Linked DNA regions of Mus musculus: region 2 is linked to region 1. A link is a contact called in public HiChIP or PLAC-seq data. All regions are on one chromosome and are shown on one strand. Each heading gives the region's core, a stretch centred on a gene start, on an enhancer-like site or on the middle of the called end of the contact. The rest is flanking DNA. Distances are from core to core; before and after follow the strand shown.

The links. HiChIP or PLAC-seq counts read pairs in DNA pulled down with a chosen protein or histone mark.
Region 2: an H3K27ac HiChIP or PLAC-seq map of SST interneurons shows a contact between it and region 1, with 5 times the contacts expected there. The contact joins two enhancer-like sites. A contact is called at or near these places in 3 of 115 datasets of contacts at active chromatin or transcription factors (SST interneurons, embryonic midbrain and forebrain).

The regions. Positions count from the first base shown.
Region 1 is chr12:107,426,842-107,431,997 of GRCm38.p6, forward strand. No RefSeq gene overlaps it. Among named protein-coding and RNA genes, the nearest start is that of Gm33236, 220 kb to the right of the region's middle. Within about 2 kb of position 3,055, at least 1 of the 459 cell types and tissues checked has an H3K27ac peak or open chromatin away from gene starts, as enhancers often do. A contact at or near this core is called in SST interneurons, where this site is marked.
Region 2 is chr12:107,974,566-107,979,721 of GRCm38.p6, forward strand. All of the region lies in intron 2 of Bcl11b (B cell leukemia/lymphoma 11B), which reads right to left. Among named protein-coding and RNA genes, the nearest start is that of Bcl11b, 26 kb to the right of the region's middle. Within about 2 kb of position 3,221, at least 38 of the 459 cell types and tissues checked have an H3K27ac peak or open chromatin away from gene starts, as enhancers often do. A contact at or near this core is called in SST interneurons, where this site is marked.

The sequences.
Region 1 (5,156 bases), core at 1,805-4,304:
TATTGCTGAATTAATTCGGTGGCAGGTTTTGCTTCTGCCCAATCAATCATCAATCAAGAATAACTTGATAATTTTTTTTCATAAGAACATGTTGAGATATTTTATGGGCACACCTCCAGGTTCTGAAACTTCACAGTGCTCGCACGCTCTGAGTTCCCAGTATTCCAGTTTGGGTGGCTTGAGTCTGATCCCTAAAAAGGTTTCCCATTTGGGAGGACTGTGCATTTGTGGTTTTCTTACTCTGAAAGAGAGAGACTTGACTGATACAGACGAGATAGACGGATGCGTGCATTTAGTTCTTCATTTTATTTCAATCAATAAACACAGAGATATATTAGATGAGATAAACCAAAATTAGCTCTCTGAAAAGCATTCATGTGCAGAAAGTTATTGACATAAAAGTCAACACTGCACTGAGAACTCCCCAGCAAGGTACTTACATTTAAGTGAATTATTAGGGGAGGAACATTCGAAAGTGGCAGGTACCCTAGATCCACAAATTCCTGTCTCACTTTGGATTGTCAGGGATAGCCAAAACTACAGAATTTAATTCTAGAAATCATTTAGGAACTGAACTTGGTGGTCTAGAGGAAAAGACACAGGAGCAGATATGTCCAGTGTGCTTTAAAAGATGTTTGAATAAAAAGTATCAGTGATCTATTAAAAGCGTCACCTTGAGAGGTGTGTGTGTGTGTGCACGTGTGTGCATGTGCGCATGCATGTGTGTGCGTGTACATGTGTCTGAGTGATGTCTTGGTGTGTGAAGTGTGTGTTTGTGCTTATGATCTATTGTGTGTCTGTGCTTGTGTGTATGAGTGTGTCTGTGTTTGTGTGTGGGTGAATATGTGTGAGTGTGTGTACGAGTGTGTGTGTGTGGGGGGGTGATTTTACTTTCTGTCAGTTATGAGAATAGATCTTTCAAGTGAAAAGGTAGACTGTGAAGCACTCACCTCTACCCCTGGGACTAGAGCGGCTTCCCAGAATTTAAAGAGTCTTCTTGTGTGTGGCCCACGGGGACATTAATGAAGATGGTGTGGGTAACGTGCAGAGAGATGTGCCAGCATTTGTATGACCAGGAAGAACTTTGTGAACCCCTGTTTTCCAAATGACCAGTGCATGAGGTTATAAAGTCATCCAGCCAGGACTTGATCTACTCCCAGGATCTAGCAGGCAGAGAAAGGCAGCTCTCTGTCAGACCAGCTGGCCTGCTCTACATCGCTAGAATGTTCTAGGCCAAGCAGGGCTGCATAGTGAGACTCATGTCAACATACACACACACACACACACACACACACACACACACACACACACACACGCCATACCACAGCAAGCATTTGACATGAATCCACCCTCTTAGCGAAGGTTTGAAGGTACAACATGGTATCCCTAATGCCAGACTCCATGGTGCTTGGCAGATTTCTGGAACCTCTTCATCTTGCTTAACTGAAACTCGATACATATTAATTACCAACTTTATATTTCCCCTTCCGGGCCCCCCCTCTCCCTCCCCCGACAACAGTCACCATCCACTTCCCATCTCTTAACCATTAAGCATCTGTCACATGAAACAAGTTTGTGTGGCCTTTCAGGTTTTGTGGGGCTTACCTTGCTAGCTACAGTGCCGTCACGTCTCGTTCACATCTGCACATTTGGTTTCTCTCCTCTGGCAGTGCTGGGTTATATTCTTCAGTGTGGACACCACATTTTCATTTGCCATGTACCCATCCACAGACAGTTGGATGGTTTCTACATTGTGACTGTGGTCAACGGTGCTTCATTAAACATGGCAGAGCTGGGATTGCTTCAAGATTCCTCTTTTAGGTCTATCAGCTCATGACCTGCCTGGGCTATGAGAGCACACAGGTCACTCTTGCTTCATTGGTCAATAGGTGCGTACCTTGTGCAGATCTAACTCATCAGGTGTTGCCACAGGGGAACTGGAGTGTCCTTCCATGCTCTGTCTGGAATGTGGAGGAATTCAGTAGTACTGGGTGAACAATCGTGGCTTGGGAAGGGAAACACAGAGAATTGCAGCTATGCCCTGGGCCAGTCAGGCATCTGGGCTTCTAGCCATTCTCTTCCATTGCCCCAGTCTCCATCTACTGAAAGCTCACTCAACAGTCCTGTGTCTTAGTTAGGCTTTGTTTGTTTGTTTGTCTGTTTTGTTTTGTCAACTTGACTAAGCTAGAGTCGTCTGAGAAGCAGGAAACTTACCTGAGAATCTGCCTCCCTCAGGCTGGCCTGTAGGCAAACCTGCAGGGCATTCTCTTCATTGATAATTGATGTGGGCAAGCTCTGTCCGCTGTAGAGGATGTCATCCCTCGGCAGGTGGTCCTGGGCTATATAAGGAAACAAATTGATGAAGTCAGGAGCAAGCCAGGAAATAGCATTCACCCAGGGCCTCTACTTTAGTTCCTGCCTCAGGGTTCCGCCTTGAGTTTCTGCTCTGACCTCCCTGCATGATAGACCAAGAGCTGTAACGTGAACTAAACCCTCCAACCTCTGAGTTGTTTTCAGTCAGAGTGTCTACCACAGCAGTAGAAACCTAGCCAGTATACCCTGTTTTAACTCCAAAACAGCAATCCACGACTAGATGCCAGGGAAGTTCATGTGTGGTCCATGGGCTGAGCCTCCTGCATGCACAAAGAGATACAGTACTCCCCTGTGGTCTCCCAGATGTGTGGGAGCAAGGGTCAAGTCTGGGGCAGCTCTCACCTCTCCTCATAACCTGTCTGCACCCTTCCATGTTAACATACTGTGAACGGAGCAGTAGTGACAAAACCAATCCATCACCCCTAAGCCGACACAAAGAGGAATAGAGAGGTTAACCGGAATTGATGACACCCCCTCTGGATTTTACACTGATTCGGCCGGCCTTAGGATTGAAATAGACAAAGATTTATAGGTCCGAGTGAGGACGCGGGCTCCTCTTGATTGCCTTGATTTTTTTTATGTGCTCCTGCATATTTATTCACAAGCTCATCACCGGCTTGTAGTGTTAGAATGCTGATTTGATTGTACATTGCGAGAGGAGCCGGCATTATGCAGCCATTTGCATGATGCTAGCCGAATCACTAGAATGGTGTCTGATATCGTCGGCCGGGGTGATCACTTCTCACCTGCCTGCAGAAGCCGGATTGTGTCATATATATATTTTTTTGAAAGTCAGATTTCCTTTTGCCTTTCTGAGTGTAAAAATAAAAAAGGGGAATTATTCTGTATCCCGTGGATGAGAAATTGTATTTTGTCATGCCTCGGAGGGCTACAGCAGTACTGGGCTTTTATGAAATCGTTTGATATCGGGGCCCCGCGTTTTGAGTTCTGACACAAATTCTTCCCCCATGACATTATTACTGAAAGTTTTTATCAGTCCATTGTGACAGAAAATTGATTATTATCCTTGACATTTGATGGATAGCTTTCATAAAAGTGTCTTTTTTATTTTTTTCCTAGGTTTTCACAGTGGCCTCTAAAGTCCTTCCTGACCAAAGGAAGGGGAAAAAAAATCCAAAACTTTCTCAAGACACAAAAATGATTTTCCTCAGTTCAAATGGAAACCGTCCTCTGGAATCTGAAGTACAGACCACTGCCTCAAGATGAAGGAGAAGCAAGGGTCTGAACTTGCCATCGCTTCCACCTGCTCCTCCCAGCAAAACGTCAGGGGGCAGCTGTATGGCAGTTCTGATCTCTCAGGGAAAGCTGAGCTGCATCTATGTCCCAAATCCATGATTTATCATGAGAGTCGATTGCTGGGTGTAATGGAAAAACCAAAAGTACCTTTTAGACTCATTCTGCACTCTGAGCCTGCTTAGGGACCATGCTCTCTTTGACTCTGTGTGTGTGTGTGTGTGTGTGAGAGAGAGAGAGAGAGAGAGAGAGAGAGAGAGAGAGAGAGAGAGAGAGAGAGAGAGACAGAGAGACAGAGAGAGACAGAGACAGAGAGAGACAGAGACAGAGACAGAGACAGAGACAGAGACAGAGACAGAGAGCTACCATCAGTGGTCAACTGCTCTCACCTTTCTGGGGTACAGAGACTGTTATCATCTGTTGCCTAGTTCATGGCTAACTGTATCATATTGACACATTTCATCATGGCTAGCAGCGCTGTTAAAAAGTTTGAAGGATTGCTAGCTTCACATAGGTCCTCCAGTGTAGTGGACAGGGGCACATCCCAACCTCACGTTCCATGATCGTTGCTTCTCTGTTTCCTGTCCCTCCCACAAGTGTGGTTCCTATAGACATAACAGAATTCCCTCCTTTGGCAACCTGATTTTAACTGAATTATGTTCTCAAATAAAAATATTCATATGCAAAGATATATATGGAAAGAGTGATTCTGGGGCATGGAGAGACGGCTCAGTAGTTAAGACGGCCTGCTATTCTTGAAGAGTACCCTGGTTCAGTTCCAAGCACCAACATGGTGGTTCCCAACAGTCCTTCACTCCATTTTCTGGGGTTCTGATGCCCCCTTCAGACATCTTTGGGTGTCAGGCATACACACAGTGCACAGACACAGATACATAAAATACAATAAATAAATAAATCCTAAAACCAAAGGAATAAAAGCCAATCAGACCAGAGTGGATCACCAGCCCCAGCAGTGGTCCAATCCTATCAATGTTTCTGAACCCCTCTAGTCTTACTGGATGTCCAGGAGATATAATGGCTTCAACCCAAGATGTCCTTAACAGGATTATGTTTTGAATACAGCTGTGTCTCTACCTTTAAGGCTGTAGAGGCAGGGCCTGGCTATAAATAGCCTGGCCATATGCTCTGCTTCTTGGTCCACCAACATTTGGAGAACTTCCTCTCCAGACTTCTGCTGCCTTGGGGCTCCTCTGCCATGCCTCCAGTTGAAGTGTCTCTGAAGCCATGGGCTGAAGTGAGACTCTCCTTCTTACATTGTCCGGCATTTTGCCACAGTCATCACATACATGGCTAATAGAGGGGACTTTTGAGACACTATTCAAGCAAAGTCAAGTTTAGTTTGACAGGGGAAGTTAGGGCCAGCTCCCTTATCATGTTAGAAAAGCCAAGAACTGCACTGACATTGGGGAACAACAATTCTAATTTTGAGCACGTCCTCTAGCACAAAGATTTGTCAGAATTCGTGCTGCATGGGCATACCATGAAGCGAAATTCTAGCTCCCTTTTCC
Region 2 (5,156 bases), core at 1,971-4,470, 550 kb after region 1:
TTCTAAAAAGAGGTTCCCTGCTAGCCCTCAACAGCACGCTTAGTTTGTATTGCGTGCATCAGTTACGAACAATTGAACTCCCCTATTATAATTTTTTTTAATCCAGCTCTCCTCTAGACTTAGCTAACTTCCACCCTGTCATCTCTTTGTGCCTCTTTCGAACGGACACAGAATGTGGGTTGAATGCTTTGCCTCACATAAGGGCAGGCTCTTTCTGTCTCTTTCTGTTTCTAAGCTAGGTCTGAAATGTCACTGACTAAAGACCGGAGCAGGCCTGTAATTACGTTCAACCAAGTCGTCTCTTTACCTCCGTTTTCTGTACGTGGATGGTATTTAATACACATATTGTGAGCCTGCTTTTCAACCGAGTAGCATTTGATGGCCAAAAAAAAAAAAAATAAAAAATTAAATAAGTAAAAATTTTAAAAAATGAAAAAAAAATCACCCATTTCCTTTTAAGGGGGACAAAGCAGTCTGACAACCACCTCTTTAATTTTTTTTTTGACATGAAATTCATTTGCATCTTCTAACATACCAGAGGTCATGTGGGGTGTGTGCACAACAAAATACATAAAAATTAACACTTCGTGGGATAAATTTAATAAACGTGGTTATCACGTTAACACCGGCAATATTGATGATTACAAGTCAATCTAGCGAGCCCACGGCAGCGGACCTAACCGGAGGCTTACGTTCAGCTGAGACTTGTGCCACTATTTAATGTAATTAAAGATGCTGGCTGCACAGTCCTCAATGGAAATACCATCTTTGCTACAAAATATTTACATCAGAAATTGTGGGAAAGCATAGCATGCCTACTTTGATTTTATTGTGATTTTTTTTCTTCCTGGCCATCTTTGCAACAGGGCTGATGTGCCTGACCATGGACAGAATTCCTGCAGGAATCTTCCAGAGAAATCAGGTCCCACCTTCCTCCAGAAGCGGAGTGTTTATCTGCCACTTGCTTGGTTTTGAAATCGTTTCTTTTCATTTTTTAATCCACAAGCCTGCAGTTGGCTTTGATTACCCAGGAAGCCCTCTGCCTGGCAGACAGGACCCATCACGAGAGTGACTTTTTCACATGCCCCTAAAACAGCATCACGGGTTAAAGGCAGAGGCGGGAGGCTTGCGTACCTCATGCTGTACAGAACCACTGACTGTCAAGTTGGGTGCAGACAGGCTCCCACCCCGGGCCCAGGGTGACATTCCTTACTGGTACCTCAGAGAAAGAATTCGGCAAGTACCATTCTGAAAGCCTCCGGAACTAAACAGACCCAAAACTGAACAGAAGGAAAGAAAAAAAAAATTCATTGCACCGTATCTCCAAATCTGAGAAAATGAAGTCTTGGGACTGAAAAGAGCTTGACTCAGCTCTCCTCCGGGCTCAGAACAGCCTCTACACCTCCTACGGGTGCCTGCTGCCCTGAGAGAATCGAACAACAAAAACCCAGACCTTCCTTCTCTAACCTTGCCTGCTACAAACCCGAGTAGAAGCAGCTAGGAATCCTCCCCTTCCCTCCCCTGCTCCATGTGCATTTTAAATACCCCTTATTCTACACCCTAATTTCTTTGAGGGGGCAGGGGGGGAAATCGGTGTCACTAAAAAAACGTCACTCTGTTTTTGCAAAATCCATCAGCTTCTTTGGCAGCAGGGAAGGCTGGCTGGCATTATCCCCTCATTTGACAAAACTACTATTTCTGGGCACGGACTCAAAAACAGGTAGGAAGCAAATGCTGAGAAATACGGAAGTGGAAACAGCCAACAGCTTTTTCACTACCAAGAACGCCAAGCGTAAACATGATTTATTTAGCTGTGTGTAGCACGCCCGTCCTCCACTCAGCTACAAGCCCACTTGGGTTGAAGGGAAGGGTGGGTAGGAGGGGAACAGGAAGGGAAAAGCTGGGAAGACAAGAGGGAGAGAAGAGGCCATAGCTCCCTGGGGAGGCTCCTGAGCGGTTCCGGTTGTGAGTTTGAGGAGAACAAGAATATTATACCCCCAAAATATATGTACGTGTCAAAAGAAGGCAGCCCTAATCCGCGGGTTAATTAAGGAACCGCCACTAACAAAAGATGCAAGAGCCGACTCGTGCAAACAGAACGTGCACGGGCTTCTAGGCTCTCTGCTGCTCCCTGGCTTCTCCACACACCATTTGGGCTCCACGGAGTCAGAAGACGGTTTCATGCCAGATTCAGCCACAGAGAGAGCCTAGAACCTCGATACCTCCCTTTCGCATCCTTGCAGGCCTGCACGGAACGCAGGTCCGGATTCAATTACAGGTGCCACACGCCTGGCTGCAAGCCTACCCTCCGGTACGGTACAGATCTAGTCTTCTACTTCTATCTGCGATCCCCCACCCACCCACCTCCAGTCCAGCGGGTGGAACAGGAACTCTGAGGGTGCACACGCATTCACCCCATCCCAAACCGAAGCTGACAAACACATCAGATGCACAGCAAGGTCAGCAGACCTAAAGAGCAGAATTAGCCTGGAGCCTTCGGGTCCAGCAAGAGGTTATTATTAAAACTTGGATTCGGGTCACCCAGCATTGGCAGAGGGAAAAGAAACCAAGCTTCTTTGAATATAAAAACTGAAGAAAGAAAAAAAAAAAAAAGGTAAAACATTGGCCCCCTGCAGGCCACTGGAGACCGGCTTCTCCCTAGTGAAGGAAGGTACCATTTCATAGCCACCAGCTGCGGACTCAATGGGTACAGATGCTAATTTCTGAGAGCTTTGAGGCGGCAGAGAAAGGAAAGCCAGATCCGAGTTCCTTTTCACCTGCATTGAGCAAGACTACACATTTGAAGGCTGCCTGCTGTATACATTTCACCCAAGTCTGTATCCTATACCCACACACACACATACACACCCTCACCCCCATCTCGCTCCCTACCCTTCCGCGGCCAGAACCTAGTATCAGGAGGGGAAGAGGACATGTTCTGGGGTGTTCAGGTCAGGGTAACAGCAACACCACTAGGTATTAAGATAATGAATCTCTTCACGTTCCCAAAAAATAAGGAGCTGGAAGTGGGGAGCTACAGAGAAGGGCCTCTGAAGTGAATGGAGGTGGGGGAGGGGCGTTTCCTTGTGGTATGCCGTAAGCCTCTCCCCAAAGCCCCCAAATGCTTCCTCTTCGCATTAAAAACAACACCCTATACAAGCAGCTGTTGGATTCCTTTCCTCTTTGCAAATTAGTCACCCCGCCCCCAGGGCCCAAACAATAACAGTCTCGCTGGTATGATGTCTATGAAATCAGCCGTAGCTTCGCTCCACTCGCTTATGCTCCTATATAGATGGAGACTGGTTAGTAAAAAAAAAACACATCCCCATTCTACAGATACAGGCATCAGCTGAGGGACTGGATGGCCCTGGACCTTTAAAGGATAGGCCAGGCTGTGCGTCAAAGGTCCCAGACAGACTCCACCCCAGTGCCTAAACCCTGAGGTAACACCTGATGCTCCAAAAGCAACAAATATTTATCAAATGCCTAAGCAGTGCCATCAAGGGGAGCGGCGTTGTGGGAAAGCCTACAGGAACACGGAGATTTCTCCAAGCAGTGAAAGTGAAGGGGGTGGGCAGGGGTGCTGTTGCAGGCGCCGCCGCTTCAGCTACCGACCCCAGTGGCTGAACTGCCAGGAGATCCAGCTGACGGAGGGCTCCATTTCTATGCACACCTCCCACACACGGCTCCTGAACAAAGCCAAGCCAAGCCACCTGTGCCCTGAGGACACAGCTCAGGGCTCAGGACCTCATAGCCAGGCAGCGCTCTGTCACTCTAACACTGGCACCGAGGCAAGAAAGATCTACACACCCTTACCTCGAAGGATGGGGGAGGGGGGATAGAAGAGGGGCGGGGATGGGGGTGCTCGATGCATCAGCCCTAGAGGAAAGCCTTCCACTGTGAGGCCTTAAGGCTTAACTCAAATCGAGGTGAGGGAGAATCATGTATAATTTTTAAAATTCCTTTTGAGTTGTCAAAGTAAGGAAAGTAAGGAAAGCACAAGTGGTTAGCTGGCCTTCTCCTTGGGATGGTGGCCATTAAGTATGAACTGTGAACCCTCCTCCTCTCTCTCACACACCTAGCCTCCAAAGACACTGGATGCTCATCTCCCTTGACTGGGAAGAACACACACACACACACACACACACACACACACACACACACACACGGTGTTTCATCTTTCCTTCTGTAAAGGAACCCAGGTACATAACTATTAATCCGACACAGAACTGGCCTTTTCCTCCCAGCCCACTCTGAAGGCAGGGTTGTGATCTTTAGCCGTATTTACAGATATCCAAAGGCAGTTTCTGTCTTGTTGGAACTGTCATAAATGGACGTCTGAGAAATCCAGGAGCAAGTTCGGGCAGAGAGAAACCCTTCCTGTCCAGGACTGGCGGGTTTCCGTTCCAGAGAAGGACTTACTCCTCCCCAAGGCTTTTCAACAAATAAATTGACAAGTACCTTTAGACTCCATCAGAAAAGCCAGTTGCTCCAAGTTTGGATTAGCTAAACCTGTGCGTTTTGGTTTTTTTGTTTTGTTTTTTTCTTTTGAAGATCAACTTTCTCTCAAAATACCAGGAAGGTATTATTGACACAGAACCCAGACAGGGCAGAAGGCACAGCCTACCATCAGGCCCAAACTTTAAGTGCACGTGGACACACATTTTTTAAACCACCTTGCCTACCTACTGTTATAATGTATCGATTCAGTCTAGCTCAGACCTATTTCTGAAAAATGGAGAACAGAGAATTGGGCCCAATCCTATGCTGCAAACGATGTCTCAGGTAAGGCAAATTCACAGGCAAACAACACACGGTTTTTGGGTACTGTTTTTCCAGCTCTGGGAGAGCTTCAACCACGAGGCCAACTTTTAAGACACAGGACCAGAAATTCTAGCAAGATAACATTTGCATACAAATTCTCTCTAGCGGTGTGGTAAGAGAAGTGGCAAAGGTTGATTAGGGAGCTGACTCTATTCCCAGTAATCCTATGCGTTCCGATCGACCCCAGTGGCGGGTCCCATTCCCGCACAATTGAGAAAACTTTTGTCCCCGAGTGTTTCAAAGAAACAAGAGGTCCTGATCTCCCACTATGGGGCAAGCCTGGCTGCCCTGCAGGAACTCAAGTTTGCAGGAGAGAACTCAGGCCCCGGCCT